Regions from separate parts of the Hordeum vulgare genome. Here region 1 is linked to region 2. The links are chromatin contacts, called in public Hi-C maps. All regions are on one chromosome and are shown on one strand. The core of a region is the stretch at or near the end of the contact, and the rest is flanking DNA. Distances in the headings are between cores, read along the strand shown. Region 1 holds the start of LOC123427060. Region 2 holds the start of LOC123427052.

The links. A called contact is a pair of places that touch in the nucleus more often than the background predicts.
Region 1: a Hi-C map of leaf shows a contact between it and region 2, with 3 times the contacts expected there. The contact joins the promoter of LOC123427060 here to the promoter of LOC123427052 in region 2. A contact is called at or near these places in 1 of 6 Hi-C or Micro-C datasets (leaf) and 1 of 1 datasets of contacts at active chromatin or transcription factors (embryo).

The regions. Positions count from the first base shown.
Region 1 is chr2H:535,889,919-535,894,095 of MorexV3_pseudomolecules_assembly, forward strand. It overlaps LOC123427060, which reads left to right and starts at 2,575. Exons shown (of 5, transcript XM_045111004.1): 1 at 2,575-2,972. The coding sequence starts at 2,887. LOC123427058 (ATP-dependent DNA helicase Q-like 5) reads left to right here. Exons shown (of 21, transcript XM_045111001.1): 17 at 476-654; 18 at 758-782; 19 at 869-984; 20 at 1,077-1,282; 21 at 1,369-1,689. The coding sequence ends at 1,161.
Region 2 is chr2H:535,058,289-535,061,992 of MorexV3_pseudomolecules_assembly, forward strand. It overlaps LOC123427052, which reads right to left and starts at 1,317. Exons shown (of 4, transcript XR_006622357.1): 1 at 1-1,317.

The sequences.
Region 1 (4,177 bases), core at 1,325-3,824, 830 kb after region 2:
CGCAATTTATTAAAAATTGCTGGTAGCCCCCTCCTTTGTGTCCACGTAGAGGCCTCTTGAGTCATACGTGAGTTTCGCGTGCCGTCGCTCTCTTCCGGTTGCACGTGTTGACTTGTCTTCCTCGTCACACGTGAGAGGGGGTGTTACAGTATATGTGGATTGCACTAGCCCTTTTCATGATTTCGGACTTTTGGTTCCACTTTGTACTAGCTCTAGTATAAAAATGTACTAAACTTAAGACACTTATTTTGAGGGAGTATTCCTTAGAGGCAGTAAATCATGTACTCCCTCCGTTTCAAAATTCTTGTTTTAGCTTTGTCTAGAAATGTATGTATCTAAATATTAAAACTTGACTAGATACATTCATATTTAAACAAATCTAAGACAAGAGTTTTGAGACAGAGGGAGTACTCAATAGGCTTTTATAAATGATAGCTTAGTCTCAGTTATGCATATTAACGGACTGTTTAAACAGATCAGGAAACTAGACGCCATGTTTGCTCTTGCGGACTATGCTGTCAAAGGTTGTAAGAAGACAGATGGCTGTTCTGGCTCCGAGCACACCCCATGCATCCAGAAGAGGATTATAAACTACTTCAGCAAGAAGGAAGGCACACCAGACGATGATTACTGTACTCCGCTCCGCAAGAGCAGGTTTGTGTGCTCTCTTCCCACATAACTCACCAGAGCATTTGCTTCTTACGCTGTCCCGAGCTTAAGTCTTATCTGATGGAATGTTTGATTTTGCTTCCTGCAGCACGTTCTTGCAATCCGACATAAAGGTAAGAACTAACACCAGGTGCATTTTCCACTGTGATTGGTAGCAATGTAACAGGCCCGCCTGACAATCTCTTCACTGCGCTGCCAGGTATTCCTCCAGAGCAATTCGTTTGCCAAATTCACCCCGAGGGCCGTCGCGAGGATTATGCACGGCATCTCCAGCCCGTCTTTCCCAGCTGCTACCTGGTCCAAAAACCACTTCTGGTCTCTCTCTCTCTCCGGACGCATTTTGTTATATCTATGTATATCTTCTCTTTCCACCGATTTAGCTCACGGGCTGAAGTTTTTACCCACAGGGGACGCTATATGGAGGTTGATTTCCCAGTGGTCATACAAGCTGCCAAAGCCGAGCTAGTTAAATTCGTTGGAAAGGGTGAATAGTGCTGCAAGAGCAATCAGTCAGAACCCTTGTCTTGCGGTCTTGCCAGGCTACAATGTACAGTACATGCATAAGAATGAAGTTTGAAACCAGGAATCGGATAGAAATTTAACCACAGAGAAGGTTCGTGCCCACTCCCATGTACATGCTCCAATAGTTGTTATCCCGAATGCTCAACGCTGATCGCCGTTGCTTCCATAAATTTGCAGAGGCGGTTGAAAAAAAAAGTATTGGTTGCAGAGCGGACACCAGCCACGTCGGCGTGAAGTATCTATGCAGCAAACCATCGCGGGCCTTTCAGTCAAGCTGTCTATGTAATATGGCGGGTCAGCCAGGATCAAGATGCTTAAGAAGAGACATTTCCTGATTAAAGAAACAAAGAGAAACCAGTGATATACTAGGTCGACAGATGAGAGGGTTGCTGTGTTATGCTTAAACGTTTTAGTAATAATCCAGTGTGAAACTAACTTGTGAACCTGTAATACTGATATGTATATTCATTACTTAGCAGCATCAGCCGAAGCCGAGTATCCCCGAGTCTTGGTCGCACTTGTTCGAGTTGACTGGCCAACCTGGCTTCATTGCATGCTGCCGTTGTCAGCTCTGATCTTAGCATTGTTATTTGGTGGTTGGCAGTTTCATTGCATGCTGCCGCCGCATATTCGCATATGCTCTGGGAGAGGCACACGGTGCGGGTCCTGGCAGCGCGCCTCTATCATTCTTGGAGTGAACCGATCCATTCGATTGATCGTGCAGGTACGAGCTTGAGGCGGTGCGTCCTGCAGCGTTTGTTCACCGGCAGGAGCGCACGGCTTTAGCTGGAACACCGTGTCCTGTGTGCTGCCGTACGAACCATGGGGGCCTAGCCATGGCGTCTACCATGTCGCTTGCAGAGAGAGGCAGTCAAATTGTAGATTTGCATCGTCCGGCACGGCACGGGAGACAAAGCGTGCACACAGCCCATACCCAACATACCCAAACCGAAATTTCAAAAAAAAAAAAAAAAAAAAAACCCCAAACCGGATGTCCTCAACTGAAACCGTGTCAATGTCACGGTACTGCATCTGGACCGCCGACCGACCAGCGGCCTCGCACCTCAAGCAACACGTAAGCGGGGTTGCTGTTGCACCGGTGAACACGTAGCTGCCTTTGTTTAATTAATTAATTATGTGAGCTACCAGGTTGATGCGGTACTGGAACCACCGAAGCACTTGACGATGGCGTGGCATATTCGCGTGGCTCAAATCTAGCGACCCGAAGCATATTCATTCGCCCACAACGCCCATCGCTATCCATCCTAGCCAGCCGTCCGTAACGGAGGGGCCACACCAACACCAGGCAGCCGGGGCCCGTGCCGTTCCAACAGGGCAACGATTCGAACGACTCTCCCGTGCCACGGAATCCAGCCCCGGAAAAGCAATATTCCGTGCTCGCGTCGGTCGGTCCATCTATTCTCCGTGGGCCGTGACGGCAGCGCAGCGCAACGGGGTCCGTAAAGACTGGTAGGAGGAGTAGCGCGGCACGAACGCACGCACGCAGAATTTACCAGAGCACGCAGGAGGAGAGCGAGAGGGGGAGGGGAAAAGCCGACGGCAGAAGGAAGGAAGGAAGACGAAGCCAGGCCAGCCATCCTCCAGTTGCTTCCTCGCGCCGAGCCCGAATCCTCTCCCCTCGCGCCGTACCAGAGGGCTCCGCCGGAGATCGAGGAGACCCGACCCTAGCTGGAGATGGCCGCCGCCGTGGTGAACTACCCGCTCGTCGCGGGGCTCCTCGCCTTCGCGGTCGCGCAGTCCGCCAAGTTCTTCACCACCTGGTGAGCCAGCTGCTCCCCTCCCCTCCCCCGCCCCGCGTTACAGTTATGATCGATGGCTTGGCTCCGCTCATCGGGCTGCTGCCTGTGCGAGCATTGCTGAGCCTGTGGGAGCGCGTGCGATTTTGGTGGTCGGGAGTTCGTTGCTTATCTGCTTAGCGCGAAGGTGAACGGAGATTTGGATTCGAGACCTGCTAGGAACGGGATTTGGCTAAATTCTATTTAGTCTCTTTTTTCCCTTCTATAATTCCGCTGATCAGTTTCGTACATAGGCTGTGGATCCTCGCCAACCTTAGCGAGATCTTCCTCTTATTTCTGCGTTTCGTTTTGCTTCGCTGGTAGTATGATCTGCGTCAACTGCTTCTGAAACCAGCTATTCATGAACCACCCGCAGAATACTTTGTCAACGAGAGGCAGCGGAAATGCCGGATATGCCACGTGGGCGAGAGTTGGACGAACGCTTACAGTTACCCAACTAGGACAAAAAATGCGCCAAAAGTTTTGTGTACCCTTTCGGTATGTTTTCGTCTGGAAGTAGTGGAGAGACATCCCTGTATCACATTACTCATAGTCATGAGGTTTTAGCTACTCCCTCTGTCCGGAAATACTTGTCGGAGAATAAAAATGGATGTATCTAGAACTCGACAAGTATTTCCGGACGGAGGGAGTATTAATTAATCTGAGAGCATTTTAGGATCATACGGATGGTTTGGTGGGGCACTTAGAAGCCTAACCTTTTCACATCCATTCTGGTTCTACTGCCAGATAAGGGTATTATTTGTGATTTCTGTAGCAAATTTGCTGCATGTCTAATGCTAGAGGCAAGTTGGTTACATAATGCTACCTGTATTTCCTTACTTTGGTTCTACTGCCATTGAGATGATTAATCAATACTTTGTGATGATCCTGCCCATAAGAGTTATGCATGTTCTCTGCAAAGAGTGGCTTTGTTTTTGAACTTTTAAGAGTGGCTATTGGCAAAGTAAGTGACGATTCCTAGGCTCTGCTTGTATCTGTCATGTGTGTGACATGATTGTGTCCTGGGTGGTTCATTTGTTCTGGTTGGCTGCTTGTTTTACGGCTGGGTGTTTCTTTAGCTTGGCAGGCTGGTTTGTAGCTGCGGTGGTGCGGCCATGGGTGCGTTTTGGTGGAACTTGATGAATTGGTGGTTGTTTTACCAGTTTCATGAAAATGAAAGGATTTCACTA
Region 2 (3,704 bases), core at 67-2,566:
GGCATCATAAAGGCCTCCAAACCCAGAGGGGCCCTCAAAAGCACGACTGCAGCCAGCTGGGAGGTAAGATGGCTCCCGGGAGAGCGCCATAGCGTGTTCCAGGTCCATGTAAAAACTCAAGTCAGCAGGACGAACGGACCTGCCACCGTCACTGCTTCCAAAACGCCCTGGACCAGACATGACCGTGCGGTCAAGGCAACTGGCGAGGGCGGCAGTGAGCGTGTGCCCCAAGTTCATCCCGAAGGGATCCACGGGCAATAGATCTGCAGGGTCCCGTTCGAAATCATCCCGGCGCCTGGAGTTGACCCCTGGGGACGAGAGGGGCGATGCCTCCTCCGACCAGCATCCACACCCTCGCATCAGGGCAGAGCACTCGTCGCTGACCAAGAAGGAGCAGGACGGATAATTCAGCGCCATGAGCTCCAAATTCCAGTGCACTCTCCTCCTCCTCCACCACCTCCTGGCTCTCTTCTTCTTTTTTTTGGTGTTTTTTCTATGGAATATGCACATACACGGAGAACTAGAGAAGACGCAACCCTAGATCCCCCTCTCCCCCCAACAAGAGAACCCTCTATTCCTGATCCGGGCCAATCAAAAAATATCCCTAGGACCAAAAACTTCACGGAGCAATCTCGGATCCCAAATCAATCCAACAACAACAGCAGCAGGGAGACCAGGGGCAGGGGCAGGGGGTCAATAAAAAGACGACAATCTGTCTACCTTCCGCCCGAATCGGACTCAGACCCCGAGCCGGAGCAGCGGCAGCGGCCCCATCAATCAAGAGGAAACGCAATCCGGGGAGAATCCGGGCCCAAATCAGAGCAATAAACAACCGACCACGGGAGCGGAATCCACACCGGCGCCGGCGGTAGCCGAGATCCGCGAGCCGACGGGGCGGGAGGGGATTGGCGGCTCTGCAGAGGACGCGGGGGTTGGACACCTGCGAATGCGGCGGCGGTGGGGTGGGGTGGATGACTCGACTGGGATTGTTGGAGCGGCGACGGGTGGTGGGGGGAGGACGGGTGGTGGCGGTGAAACCTTGATGGGAGGGTGGGGGTGGTGGTGGTTCCGCGAAAATCTCCAAGGCTCCTTCTCCTTCTCCCGCTTGGCCTTCCGCGCGGCGCGAGGGAGGGGGAGCCAACGGGAGGAGGAGAGGGGTTGGAGAGGAGGGAGGGCGCGCGCGTAGTGGCCTGCCTGCCTGCCTGCCTGCTCTGGGGGTGGGGGCGGCCGGCCCGATCCCCTTTTCTACTTCCGTCCGGGGCGGGCGGCTCTCCCCGCTCTCTCTCTCTCTCGTTTGTTGCGTTCCGCTGTGGGTTTTCCTCTTCTCCTCTCCTCTCCGGGGCGTGCGCGGGCGGGGGATCTCTTTTTCCTGGGAATATTTTCTTCCCGGGTTTTCCCGTGCGCCTCCGCCTTTCCTCTGCACCGGCCGTGCGATTTTCGCGCCAGTTGGACTGTTGGAGCGAGACGCGCGCGTGTGACCGTGTCCGTGCGGTTGTGGATCCTGGATGGACGGCTCGTTGGTTTTGGAAAGGAATTTATCGCCTCCTTTACTGCGGCTGATCTGGATCTTCCGAATTGATCGATTTCCTTCTGGAATTGGATTAGGGCCGTAGGATTTGCTTAGGTCAATATAGTAGTACTTCTGTGTACTTGCATAACGGAACGGGAACGGGAACGGGAACGGGAACGATCACGCTTGCTCCTGTCCATGCGTGCCTGACAAAGGTACATAGTTTTTTTCTCCTTCAACACAATGGGGGAGGAGGAGCATGATCCTGCCTGAATGCATTTTGCTCGAAGGAATGTTTTTTTTGTGGGTCTGCTCGAAGAAATTTTACACACACGTTTTTGTTTTGTTTTTAACGACGGTTTTGTTTTTAACAACATGCGCACTCATAAACATACACATGCATCCATCTCTAAAAACGCACGCACACTTTAATTCTATGAGCATCTCCATGATACCAAGCTGACATCACATTCTGAGATTGAGAGAATCATCACATGTGACCACATGGTCGATGGAAACGTCTTCAACCGCACATCAAACATCTTCGGAAAGGCTGAAATAAATCTTGAAAAATGAAAGTATTAATGATAGGTCTATAACTTGAACCCTAATGGAGTTGTTCCATCACAAATAACTTAAACGTCTAAGTTAGGCTCAGTCATACACGTTTTGTTAGGCATCTCCAACGATGTCTTCTAAAACAAACGCATTATCCGCCCGCAAACAGCATTCACACGCATCCACGTATAGAATAAGGCAGTCAGTCATCTAATCATGTTCATGAGATACGTGTCAAATCCGAACGGCAGAGTTAGGCCAGACATAGAGGATATCCTCATGGGTAGTGTGGACATTATTAGGGTCCAAATAAAATTGAGTCAAGCGGACCTCCGCATGTTACATGGACTTTCATAAAACATTTAAGGGTCTTCGTTGAATAACAAAAATGGTCCAAGCACTGTTATCTCGACCTATATGGACACATCGAGGGTCAGCATTAAAGATGCCCTCACACGAGTTTGGTTCGTCTTCTCTTACAAGTTTAACTTTGGAAGAGGAGGATGGTTGTTCCGCCATAACCAATGTTATCTAGATGGCACTTGATTCTGCTCATATTTATTTGTATGCATTCATTCTCTTGATTACTCGGAAATGTTAGACTTAGATCATCCGACCAAGGAAACTTGAGTAGCCATCCTTTGCTCCTCTTCGTGTGTGTGTGTAACAAACATAGTTTTTCCCGGACTCAAGGGGGAGAGGGGTGATCACCACATGAATGCATTACTCAAAGGAGTTTCACATACGCATTTTTTTCCTCTTCACTGACAAGTTTTTCTCATGCACAAACTTGAAAGTGAAGGATGCTTGTTTCGCCATAACCCATGTCTTCTTGGCACTAAATGTTGCTTATATTTCTCAATTGGTCTTTATTCTAGAGATTTTGTGAATGCTGAGCTTAGCTCATCCCATCAAGGAAAAAGAATAACAAACAAAGTTAGTATGAGCATTACAACGACATATGTTAAGGTGGAAGTGATAACCCGCAATTATAAGGGATCGTTTGTAGCCTTTTTTATATGTAAAAATGTCGAATCCAAGGATCTAAAGATAGAACTAATGTTCTCTCAAGTTTTATCACCACCGATCCAACTCTAGGCACAACAATGTTCACTTTATCTAGTACAAGAAATAAACTATTTTACGGGAATAAATTTAGAGGTACTTTGTAGGTGTAATAGATAGGTTTGCAAGATAATAAAGAACAAGTAAATACAAATTGAGGGTTGTTTAAATAAGGAAAACGTTCTCCTGCCGCCGGCGGATCTCACAGAAAGCATCCACCGCCTTGTACGTCTGCCACGTGTCATGCTAGGTGCAACCTTATCTTTTTAGTCGTTGCCTTCTTATCCATTCATTGCTACATGATCTCTGTTGGAAATTATTCCAGCAACATGACCTCAGTTGCGAAAATTTCCCTCAGAAGTTTGTAACATGACCAGCAAAAAAGGCGTCAGTAAACGATTCCGCAACATGACATTTGTTGCAAAAAAAATAGCAACTTGACCTCTTTTGCAAAAAAAATCTAAATATGTTTCTGCAACATGATCCGTGTTGCAAAAAATTCGGCAACACAATCTCTATTGCAAATGTTTCTGCAACAAGATTTGTGTTATGGATGTTTCCGCAACACCAC